Regions from separate parts of the Oryctolagus cuniculus genome. Here region 1 is linked to region 2. The links are chromatin contacts, called in public Micro-C maps. All regions are on one chromosome and are shown on one strand. Each heading gives the region's core, a stretch centred on a gene start, on an enhancer-like site or on the middle of the called end of the contact. The rest is flanking DNA. Distances are from core to core; before and after follow the strand shown. Region 1 has its middle 88 kb from the start of LRPPRC. Region 2 holds the start of PPM1B (protein phosphatase, Mg2+/Mn2+ dependent 1B).

What was found. Hi-C and Micro-C count contacts between places; a contact is called where the count stands out from the background.
Region 1: a contact with region 2 is called in a Micro-C map of ear pinna, with 4 times the contacts expected there. The contact joins the enhancer-like site here to the promoter of PPM1B in region 2. A contact is called at or near these places in 3 of 6 Hi-C or Micro-C datasets (ear pinna, psoas muscle and an unstated tissue).

Annotation. Positions count from the first base shown.
Region 1 is chr2:158,687,775-158,693,491 of mOryCun1.1, reverse strand. No RefSeq gene overlaps it. Among named protein-coding and RNA genes, the nearest start is that of LRPPRC, 88 kb to the left of the region's middle. Within about 2 kb of position 1,766, at least 3 of the 8 cell types and tissues checked have an H3K27ac peak or open chromatin away from gene starts, as enhancers often do.
Region 2 is chr2:158,588,607-158,594,892 of mOryCun1.1, reverse strand. PPM1B (protein phosphatase, Mg2+/Mn2+ dependent 1B) reads left to right here and starts at 1,366. Exons shown (of 7, transcript XM_051842958.2): 1 at 1,366-1,385.

The DNA of each region.
Region 1 (5,717 bases), core at 517-3,016, 98 kb before region 2:
GAACAGGTGACCCCCCCCCCCATCACTTGTGCCCGACCCTCCAGAGCTGTGCACTCGGAGGACGCAGCTCCGACAGCAGCTGCTCTGTCAGCCAGGGCCGCTGAGTGACAGGCGCACCAGCCCCCTGTTGCCCTGTGTGGGACAGTTGGTGTGAACAGAACATAGCCTCTGTTGTAGTGAGCCGCGGAGACTTGGGGACACAGCCTAGCTGCACACACCACACACATCACACACACACACACACACACCATGCAAGACAGGACAGAGGTGTGTGTCGGCATCCCGTGTGAATGATGGCGGGGACGTTTCCTGGCCCCCGCGAGTCAGCCTGGTCCTATTCCCGCTACTCCACTTCCCACACAGCTGCCTGCTGGTGCCCCCCCCCCCCGGGGGGGAGTGCTTGGGCCCCTGCCACCCACGTGGGAGACCTGGATGGAACTCCTGGCTCCTGGCTTCAGCCTGGCCCAGACCCCCACCTGTTGGCGCCCCGTGGGGAGCCAGTGAATGGAAGATCTCTCTTTGTCATTCTGCCTTTCAAATGACTCTTCTGCACTTAGACCACTGTTTTCACCACAAATAAGTTGTCCGCAGTTCTTTGCTCCCGGCCTGCTGTAGCACTGGGTAAACACATCCTCGGCCATGGACCGTGAGCCCATAGATCACAGGCAGAAGCTTCCAGTGGGGCCTCTTGAACATCCCACCCTGGGCCGCGAGCAGAGCGCGCCTCACCCAGGGAGCTCTCCAAGAGGGGAGGCACGCAGAGTAGCCAGGGTCAGACCCTGGCCCCGGAGTCCAGCGGGCGCTGCCGGCCTCGCTGAGGTCGGACCCATCAGCAAGGCAGACAAACGTCCCTGAGCTCTGAGACACCCGGTAGCGCTGCAAAAACGGACTCTTTGGAAAGCAGGGTGCGTCCGGGTTTGTTTCTGTTCGTTTCAGGTTAAAAGTCAACCCTCGGTTTCCGGCTATGGGGCACGCACTGGGTGCGTGCAAGTCCCCACGGCCCCGCGCGTGGCAGAACATGCGGCCGCCCTCTGGGGGTGGTCTAGTCCTCCAGGGACCGGGACCGATTCTGGCCGAGGTGTCCAGCCGTGGAGATCCTGTCCCCACACGGTTTTCGCCGTGCGCGTCCCTACCCTGAGTGCGTGGTCCCTGACTCCTTTTACAAAAGCACCACGGCCGCAGGGAGAGACAATGCCATAACGTCCGCGGCCTGGGCCGCACAGACCTCTCCATTCCCCAGCTGAGGTCGCGGGGGAGCTTAGTCCCGCTCCGCGCACTCCTGTGGGTGTTCCTCGCGCGTCCCCGCGTCTGTCCCGCGCCCTCCCCGGAGGTCCCGGGTCCGCTGGGCCGGGGCCGCGAGCGCCGCGCCGCTACGCACAGTGTCCTCCAGGGGGCAGTGGAGAGCCGCGCCCTGCCCCGCGCGCTGACGTCACCTTGTTTACCCGGCTCCGGGTCATTTTTAGATCTAAGCTCACAGGATGTTAATCGGGCCAATGATTCCCCATTCGTTTTGGCAAAAGGCCCTCCCAGTGGGCGTCCGGACAAGTATGATGTCCTTCTGGACAAAGAGGTTTTGCTGCGGGGAGTACTTATTTGTGAACACTTGGGAGTTTCATCTTGAGTAGATGGCAAATGTGCGCGTTGCTGCGGGCTATGTATGGGCTCTTTGGGTTGGGGGGGGGAGGAGCGGGGTCCCTTTAGTTCTGGGGCCAGAATGAGAGTCGTGTTTACTGGGGAAAGGGCAAGGCTCGATACCACCACGGTGTCTGAGAGGCATCGCAGCTCCTGGCCCCTTCCCCCGTAATTTTATAGGACTAAGCAGGACAGCACTGGGACTTGGGAAGTTGCTGGGATGGGGGTGGGGGCCTCGCCCAAGAGTCGCATCTGAAAGATCTGAAAGGCACAGGTCTCCTGTGCAGGCCTTGTCATGATAACCGCAGCCAGCACCCATCCAGATGAAGGGCTGAGAGGAAAAATGGTCCAGCTCACTCCGTTATCTCTGTACCCTGCCTCATTTGAGCAGAAGAGGGAAAACACAGGGCTCGCGTGGGAGATAGTGCTGGGAGTTTGTCCCTGACTGCACAAGAAGCAAAACAAGCAAAGTTCCTCAGTTATACAATCCCTTACAAGAAGAAGCACCTCATGCTGAGTAAAAAAGAAAATCTATAGGTTAATGTTAAAAGTAAATGAGCCCGGGGCCGGCACTGTGGCGCGTGCAAGGTGTCCGGCGCTGTCCCTGCGGAGCCCCAAGATATCCCCAGCAGGCCCCTGTAGACGACGTCCCCAGTCAGCAGGAATTACCCAGAGAGACTCATCGTTGCCCCCTTTCCTATCATCAAAAAGTCGGGATGGTAGCTTTGGGATCCGCAAGGAGGGAAGGCCTACACTTCCGGGAATGGAGAAGTCCCTACCTGTACTTGCGGGGAAGAAAAGTCCTTGTCAAGGTCCCTGCGGGTGCCTAAAGGTCAACCAATGAGGATCAGACCTGCCTCAACCTTTAACTCCCATGCCCTGAATCTATAAAAGGAGCTCTCCCAGTCTCTGATGCGCGACTTCTCCGGCCCCTGCTTTGTTGCTCTGTTGGGACCAGTGAACGTCGCCCGGGAGCGGAACCCCAGTAAAAGCCTGTGGATTAACTGATTTGCCTGCTTGGGAAGATTTGTTACGCGCCGGACACTTCGCAGCGCGGTGGGTTAAAATCCCAGGATGGCCCAAGTCCTTGGGCCCCTGCACCTTCGTGGGAGACCTGAAGGAAGCTCCTGGCTCCTGGCTTCGGATCGGCTCAGCTCTGGCCATTGTGGTCATTTGGGGAGTGAACCAGCGGAATGGAAGATCTCTCTCTCTGGCTCTGCCTCTCTATAACTTTGTCTTTCAAATAAATAAAATAATTCTTTTTTTAAAAAAAATGGGCCTCTGGGGCTAGTGTTGTGGTGGGTGTAGTGGGTGCAGCCACTGCCTGCTATGCCTGCATCCCATATGAGCCCAGGGTTCGGGACCTGGCTGCTCCGCTTCCATCCAGCTGCCTGCTAATGCACCTGGCAAAACAGTGGAGGATTGTCCAAGTGCTTGGGCCCCTGCACCCATGTGGGAGACCAGGATGGAGTTCCAGGCTCTTGGTTATTGCAACCATTTGAATGATTGAACCAGTGGATGGAAGATCTTGATCCCCCTCTCCCCCTCTCTGCCTCTCTCCCTGTTGGGGCTATCTGTCACTCTGCCCAAATAAACACATTGTTAAAATAAACAAAGAACAAATGAGCCTCCAACTTTGTGAAGTGCCTATTCCTCTCCCCTCCACACCTCCCATGTCATCCTGCGTTGCAACCACTTCCGCAGAGAAAGTCCCTGTCCCTCTCATCCTCAGTCCCCTGGAGGGATCCTGCCAGCCTGAAGAGCTAGATGGTTGTCACACAGAGAGAAGACAAGGAAAATTGAATTCCATTCTATTCAATGACCATTTCCTGGATCCCCTGGTCTGTGTCCACTCAGACGGGCGGTACAGCTCAGCAAACGGAAGGAGATGTGGTTCCTGCGTCTCTGGGACTTGAGTGGAGTGTGGCTCCATGCACCTGGGGTGGGTGGGGGGGTTGCTTCTTCTGTAAAGCAGAGAGTGAGAGGAGGATGAGACAGGCTTCACAAAGGAAGGGGAGAAGTCCAGGCTAATGGCTTGCAAAAGCATTCCAGCCCTTGGCTCTGGCGTTTGCATAGGAGCAATGAGGAGGGCAGCCTGGAAACTGACAGAGCTGGGGATAAAACAGAACCCCCATGCTACAGCTACAGGTACTCGGGAGGCTGAAGGAGAGAGGGGGAGCCTCTCGCGTGGGTTAGGGGGTCCAGCTGGCGCCCTCAAGGTCAGGGATTTGGGGCCAATCAACAAGAACCACAGGACTCCAGCAAGGAAGTCCGGGGCTACAGAGCACTCCCTGTAACCGTCCCAGGTGATGCAGCTTGGTGTTTCATGCATCTATGAGTAGGAACAGATATGTGAACCGGAAGAAGAAAGTGGCCCTAGATCCGCCTATTGCCTTTGCAAGTGCCTTTTGTGCTGAACCCGATGATAATTCCCTTCTATCCTAACCACAGGAAAGAGCAAATGGAGAGAAAACAACGAGAAGTTTTAATTTTTCATGGATACGTGAAATATGAAACATGAATTTTAAAACATTTTGTCTGGAGAATGGGACTGGAAATGGGAGAGGGAGGAGGAAGTGGGGTGGGAGGGTGGGAAGAATCACTTTACTCCTAAAGATGTACTTATGAAATTTGTACTCATTAAATAAAAGATTTCTATGGGAAAGAAACGTTTTGTCAAATATAAAACAGACAACATGAAACAAGTGTACATCTTAATAAAGTCAAGGCGAATACTCCAGTAACCTTTCAGCCAGCTGTGCACAAGCCCAGTCAGCACTTTCTAAACCTTACACCTGCCGCAGGCGCCTAAGACGGCCTGGGTGGGTCACCCAGCAGATTCTGAGGCCTTCAAAGAAGCAAAGAGCCCTCCAACCATCAGCCAAGCAATATTTCATGCACTTCATAGGGCTGCTGTGGGGGACGACCCCGGCTGAGCTTGGACCAGGTCCTTGTCATCACACAGAGTTCAAGGAGGAGGTGTAGACAGTGCTGAGCAGGAGAGCAGGGTTTATTGAAAGGCAAAGGGAAAGAACACACAGGCACCCTCATGAGGGAGAGCTGGGATTCACAAAGTCCAGGCTCCTTCTGTCAGAGGTCAGGGGTGGGGCCCGGGGTAGTGCTTAATCAAAGATTCAAATGAGGTGGAGTTGAGGGTGGGGCTGCAGTGCATATAGTAACCTCTAGGAGAGCGTCTTGGTGTCTGGTGCATGATGGGAAGTGAGGCCAAGGTGCATGATGGGAAGTGGGTGTGCAGAGCCTGCAGACATGGTGGATCAGCACAGAGGGGGTGAAGTTTGGGTGGTGTGCATGTGGGTTCTGGCAGTCCTCAGTTCCGCTTTGCTCACTAGCTACTTGCCCACAGCAGTGTCACATAGGAAGCAGAGGACCCCAATCTGCACACATTAGGGAGGGAAGAAAGGGCAGGGCATTTATTGAGTATCTACTGTATGCTAAGTACTTTGCCTTTGTTATCTCTAAATGAGACCAATTAAACGGTAAGCCTCAGAACAGCTCTGAGGTTGATGTTATCCCCACTTTGCAGATGAGAAAACTGATGCAGAGAGACCTTGAGTAACTTACCCAAAGACACATGGCTGCTGGAACTCAGGCAGTCTTCCCCGGGCACCTAGAGGGTATGTTGGTTCATGGGCTTGGGTACTGCTTTGCCTGTTTAGGTCCACTCTCCGTCCCTCTCTACCCTTTGGCTTCTGGTTGGGTTTATTTTATTATTATTTCTTAAAGATTTTGGTGAGTATTATGCCTAACTTTATTTTTAAATTTTTATTTATTTATTTTCATCATATTTGAAAGATGAGACAGAGATCTTCCATTCATTGGTTCACTACCCAAATATATGCAACAGCCAAAGTCAGGAGGCTGGAACTTCATCCCCATCTCCCATGTGGGTGGCAGGGACTTGAGTACTTGAGCCATCACCAGCTATCTCCCAGAGTGCACGTTGGTGGGAGCTGGATTGGAAGCAGAGCAGCCGTGACTCAGACCAGGCACTCCCATGATGCAATGTGGGTGCCCCAACCAGCAACTTAAGCCACATGCTTGCCTTCCTGGTGGAGTTTAGCCAG
Region 2 (6,286 bases), core at 117-2,616:
ACAGCTCCTAAGTGGAGAAGCCCTTTGTTGAATCTGAGCTTAAATTGTCTGCCAAGACCAACTTACAAGAAGGTATGACTGAGGTTTAAATCCTTTTTCAGGGCATTTGCATAAAAAATAACCTAAGGGAAGTACTGAAATGCCTCTTTGGGGGAACAAACTTGGCAACAGCTTCTAGTCTAAGTCGGCCGCAGGAGGAAATCACCGTCACTTCCATCTTTTGCCTACTGAGTCCCACTGCCATTCGTTCTGGAGCTTTCCTCGGCAAACCCATGCCCAGGTTAGGATCCTTTATGCCGTCACCATCCTTGAAGGGTTTCAATTATTACCTATCCTCCTGCACCGCCTTTGCCTAATTTACTTTTCTATCTCCAGCCCGGCAAACAGCAGGCGTTCATTAACAGCAAAAGGAACGAGTTAGTCAACGTCAGAGCCAAGCTCAGGAGTTCTCTTTTAAATCCATGCTGACTGGAAAAAACCAAACAAGGAAATGTCTACGGCTGAACGCCAGGCATTTGGGCGAATAAGAAATGAAAGTAACCCCTCGCAGCAGAAAATCCTACTGACAGGATCACCTGTCCCACGTTCTCAGCTGGCTGCTCCTCAATTTCCCGCCCACTCCCTTCCCTTCCGGAGACAGGTCCGGCAGGTAGCCTGGCCGAGCGGCTCTGATTGGTCTGCGATGATTTCATTGTTAGGAAACATCCGGGTCTTTCTCCTCCCCGCAACACCTCCCCAGAGCCCTGCCTTCCCCGTTTCCCACCCTCCACCCGCGGCCGCAGCAAAACAACCGCCTCTTCCCAGCCCGTTTCTGGGCTTCGTCTGTGCTGTCGCTTCCCGTCTCTTCGCCGAAGAGAGGCGTTTATTTCCTCCAATGAGGGGCCTAGGAGGACTTTATTAGCCAATCAGTAGCCAGCCCCCTGCAATGGCGGGTGGGTCTAGGCCTCCACACCTATAACTGGCCAGCCCGTTGGGTCCTTTATGGCGGTTGTTTAACTCAAGGCTTAGAGGTCAGAGTTAAGGGGGCACGGCTCTGGCAGAACGGGAAGGACCCGCATACTTTGTGGGGTTGACCGTTTTTGACGGCCAGCCAATCGCTTTCGGATACCTCCCCGCCTTTTGCGCGTTCATTTAAAAAACGTCCGTGTGACGGACTTGGAAATTGATTCAGTGACGGACACACACACAAAGCCAATGACTGAGAGTTCGGACCACCGTTTGGACCAATAAGGGAAGGGAGCTGTTGAGGCTCGGGCTGTGCGGGGCGGGGCGCAGGTGGGCGTAATTTGATTGACGTAGTCCCTCGCGTATGGGCGGTAGGGTGGGCTGGTCCACGACGTCCAGGAGGTGGTGCGCAGCGGAGGCGGGGCTGAATGAAGTCAATGGTAATGAAGGGTTGGGTCTCACTCAGTGGGCGGTGTTTGATGGATAGTTGGTCTTGCCAATTGAATGTGGTCACTGATGTCCAATGGGAAATTAGGAACTCAGAGGCGGGGCCGTGTAGGCGGGGAAACTAAGTCTGGAGGTACCAGGTGAGCCGAATAGGGAGGGGAGCGGTGATTGACGGGCCTCTCAACAAACCGGAGGCCGCGAGAGGACGCGTGGTGTCCCAGTAGCGGGCGCGGGGGGGGCGGGGCTCGCCGAGGGGCGGGGACGACCGGGTACGGGGAGGGGGTTGCAGAAGGAGCCGAGCGGCTGCTGCTCAATGGCGGAACAGCCGCCGGTGCTCTGACCGCCTGGTCCCCCTGGCAGTTGCGGGGGAGTTTCCTGCCGGCGCAGCTGGAGTCTCTGTTTCTCAGTGTTCGCTGGCTGGAAGATGCTCCAGAGAGACGAGGCTGCGGCGGAGGAGGTGGCGGCGGCCGAATCGGCAGCGGCGCTAGGGTGGAGAGAAGGCGGCAGCGGCGGCGGCGGCGGCGTGAGGGGCTGGGCGGTGTAAACAGCCCCGGAGGCGGCGGAGGCAGTGGCCGAGACCCCGAGGGCGAAGCGACGGCTGGGGCTGGGCCGTGCCTCGGTTGGAAACCTGGGCCGAGAGCAGCAGGGGGCTCGGCGGCGGGCGCGAGCGAGAAGCCCTAGACTTCGCCTCCCTCCCTCGCCCCAGGTAAGGCCGCTCGGCGCCTCGCCGGAGGGGACACGGCCGGCGGCCTCGCCGAGGCCCGGGTGCCGTTCCTGGGTGCGCCGGGCTGCGGGCCGGGGCCTCTGTCCCCGCTCTGCCGCCGGGTCTGGGCAGCGGAATGCCGGGCCTGGCTGCTGGGTAGGCCCTTTTGCCTGGCCGCCGCCTCCGCTCTCGGCTTAGGGCGCGGGGAGGGCACAGGAGTTTGCTCGAACGCCGGGAAAGTCAACTGCTCCCCGGTCTCTGCCGCAGTCTGCCGGCCTCTCGTTGGCGAGAAAGCGCTGGGCTTCCGCGGGCCCGGCCCGCCGCTGCCCGGTGCGCGGCTGACCGGGAGACGCTCGCTCAGCCCGAGCCTCGCGCTGCGCCCCGCTGCACTTCCTCGTTCAGCCCCCGCTCCGGGCGTCCCCCCGTGCCCTTCCTCCTCGGCGGCCCTGAGCCTGTCTCTCTTCTCATCAGCCTCCCGGCCTTCCCAACCCCGTCCTTTTCGATGTCATTCTTAGCAGCGGAGTTGCTGTGGTCAGGACCCCGGTCTGCCAGGGTCCCCATAAACAAGAGGCTGATCAGCTTTGTCGATCCGTTTTATTTAATGCTTTAAACCTGGTGTTCTTTACAGACAGTAGTATTAGACGTGGGGTGTATAAATGACACTGAAGTAATTTTAAAGATGAAGGACCCAGCGAGTGTTGCAAATAGTTACTTCTTCGTTTTTTGTTTTTTTTTTTTTTTGAAGTTGCGTGACCTCTCGTGTCAGCTTTAGCAGATCTAGGACGTTGGCCCATCCTATTTGGCAAAAGTGTTTCCTTAAGCGTTTGGTAGCAGCCAGAAGTCGTCGGGATTCGAGTCTTCCAAAACTTAGAAAAAAAACAAAACTGTAGGATAAAGCTAGAAGCTGTTTGGATAAAGTCACTGTTAAAGAGCCTTTAAAATAGTCTCCACATGTTTAACCTATCAAAATAAAGTTGGCAGGAGTCTTGTCGAAGGATTATTTAGGAATTCTAGTAGTCTTCGTGTTATGTAGCTATTTTGGGAAAAACATTCTTTTTCTGTCAACAAACGTTTACAACTCCTGTGATGTGAGAATTACTGAGGTTTATTGTGGGATTAACACAGGAACTCTCTTTATTTGAGCTACTGCATGGATGGAGAAGTGGTAGCTGGTTCAGGGAAGACATTGTAAGTCACGGTATGTCCTGGGAGATGGAGAAACTTGCCATGGACGCTGCATGTTAATAGATATTATTTCATTTACTTTCTCTGTTGTGCAATAGCAGAGTCCTATTGTTGGCCTACTTTTAAATGGAGCATTTCTTGATAGTGAGGCAAGTTGTTCTAATTATTATGATGGACTTTTCCAAGAGTACAGGTTTTTAAAAGAAATGTCTAGTTGAAGTAATATTAAAATGGTGATTTTTTTTTTAAAAGATGAGATTTTGTAGGTCTCCCAAATGGACTGTGTGTTATTATAAAAGTTTTAAAATTTAATGTTTGGAACAGAATTTTTTTCAGGATTAGCTTTTTTTTTTAGCTGTGCTTGCTTTCTCTCAAAGCCGCCTTTGTCTTTTTTTTCCTTTTAATGGTTGTTGTTTGTGTTTTCCTCTCATAATGTCTTATCACAGTTTTCTGCAGTGGTTTTTATGTTAATGTATTATTAGCAAGGAGTAGTATATTTTTATTTGAGCTTTTATATCAATTTTTAAAAAATTTCTCCAGTTTTGTACCTTAGCCTTTGGATTTGTTTGCGTGTGTGTTTTAAAGCGTAATTTTTTATTTACTTGAAAGGCAGAGTTACAGAGAGGGAGGGAGAGAGAGGTCTTCCATTCATTGGTTCACTCCCTAAATGGCAGCAACGGGCAGGCTTGGACCAGGCACAAACTAGGAGCTTCCTCCTGGGCTCCCACCTGTGTGCAGGGGCCCAAACACTTGCGCCATCTTCTGCTTTTCCATGTGCATTAGCCGGGAGCTGGATCTGAAGTGGAGCAGCCGAGTCTCAAATTCGGCACCCATATAGGATGCCTGCCTTGCAGGTGGAGGCTTGACCTGCTATGACGCATCGTGGGCTCTGGATTTGTTGGTGTGATTGTTTTCTTAGAAGTGACCAGCAGAGCTTTAAACACACTGGGTGTCTGATTTCTTGCTTCTTTTTTCTTTTTTTAAAGATTTATTTATTTATTTGAAAGTCAGAGTTACACAGAGAGAGGAGAGGCAGAGAGAGAGATCTTCCATCTACTGGTTCACTCCCTGGTTGGCAGCAATGGCCAGAGCTGCGCCAATCCAAAGCCAGGAACCAGGAGCGTCTTCCAGGTCTCCCATGTGGGTGCAGGGGCTCAAGGACGTGGGCCATCTTCTACTGCTTTTCCAGGCCATAGCAGAGAGTGAGATTGAAAGTGGAGCAGCTGGGACTTGAACTGGTGCCCATATAGGATGCCAGCACTGCAGGCAATGACTTCACCTGCTACACCACAGCACCGCCCCCCCCCCCTTTTTTTAAGATTTATTTGTTTGAAAGTCAGAGTGAGGAAGAGGCAGATCTTCCATCTGCTGGTTCACTCCCCAAATGGCCAAAATGGCCAGGACTGGGTCAGGCTGAAGCTAGGAATCAGGAGCTTCTCTAGATCTACCACATGGGTGCATGAGAGGAGCCCAAGTACTTGGGCCGTCTTCCGCTGATTTCCCAGGCACATTAGCGGGGAGCTGGGTTGGAAGTAAAGCAACAAGGACTGGAATCAGTACCCATTTGGGATGCCACTGTCACAGACGGTGGCTTTACCAGCTGTGCCACAGTGCCAGCCCCTCGTATCTGATTTCTGTGAGTACTCCAGGAACTTGGTGAGAAAGCATTTGCAGTTTGGTGGTCATGTCAGTAAATAACATTTTATGTTAGTAATTCACATAATTACTAAATCCTTTAAGGTTACATCATCTAAAGGAGTGGTGTAGTGTCTTAAATAGCCGTGCTTCCAAGAACTGCTGATCCACAAGTTGAAAGGTAGGAAAAGTGGCTCTTGTGAAAAGTTACACTTTGCTGCAGTTCATGTCTTTTAAATTCAGATGTGATGCTGATTGTTTTTTGGCACTCTCGAAAGAGGAGAATTTGCCACAGGATACCTTGGTGCTTACAGAGAGTCATTAAAAGCTGACTGAGCCACTAGTGGAGAGATTGCAGACATGCCCTTGTAAGTAGGCTGGTGAACATTTCTTTTATTGTACATGATACTGGGGTGATGTTTCTTCTTCCTCACATTGATGCTAGTTATATATATATAATTATATTTTATTAATATTTACATATTATATGTAATTGTTTTAAAGCATTTTTTATATTAGTGTAGAGAGAAGTGAAATAGTTTTTTTTTTTTTTTAATTTATTTGAAAGGCAGAGCTACAGAGAGAGGGAGGAGAGGCTGAGAGAGACGTCAGTCTTCCATCCCCTGGTTAACTCCACAAATGCCTACAACAGCCAGGTCTGGGCCAGGTGAAAGCTAGGAGCTAGGAACTCCATCTTGATCTCCCTTGTGGGTGGCAGGGGCCCAAGTACTTGGGCCACATTCTTGCTGCCTTCCCATTAGCATTAGCAGGGAGCTAGATCTGAGGCTGAGACTGCAACCAGTATTCTGAGATACGGCATTATAGTGTCACAAGGGGCAGCTTACCTGGCTGTGCTTCAATGCTGGTCCCTGAAATAGTATTCCTTTTTTTTTTTTTTTTTTTTGACAGGCAGAGTGGACAGAGAGAGAGACAGACAGAAAGGTCTTCCTTTGCCGTTGGTTCACCCTCCAATGGCCGCCACGGCTGGCGCGCTGCGGCCAGTGCACCGCGCTGATCCGAAGGCAGGAGCCAGGTGCTTCTCCTGGTCTCCCATGGGGTGCAGGGCCCAAGGGCTTGGGCCATCCTCCACTGCACTCCCTGGCCACAGCAGAGAGCTGGCCTGGAAGAGGGGCAACTGGGACAGAATCTGGCGCCCCAACCGGGATTAGAACCTGGTGTGCCGGCGCCGCATGGTGGAGGATTAGCCTAGTGAGCCGCAGGGCCGGCCTCCTGAAATAATTCTAACAGTGGCCCATCATAAACTATGTAACTCCTTAAAATACAACACAAAATATTTTACATTTTCTGTGAATCCTTTCTGAACTCCGATTTTAAGAAAAATTAGTTGGCAAACAAACAATAGTATCAGAG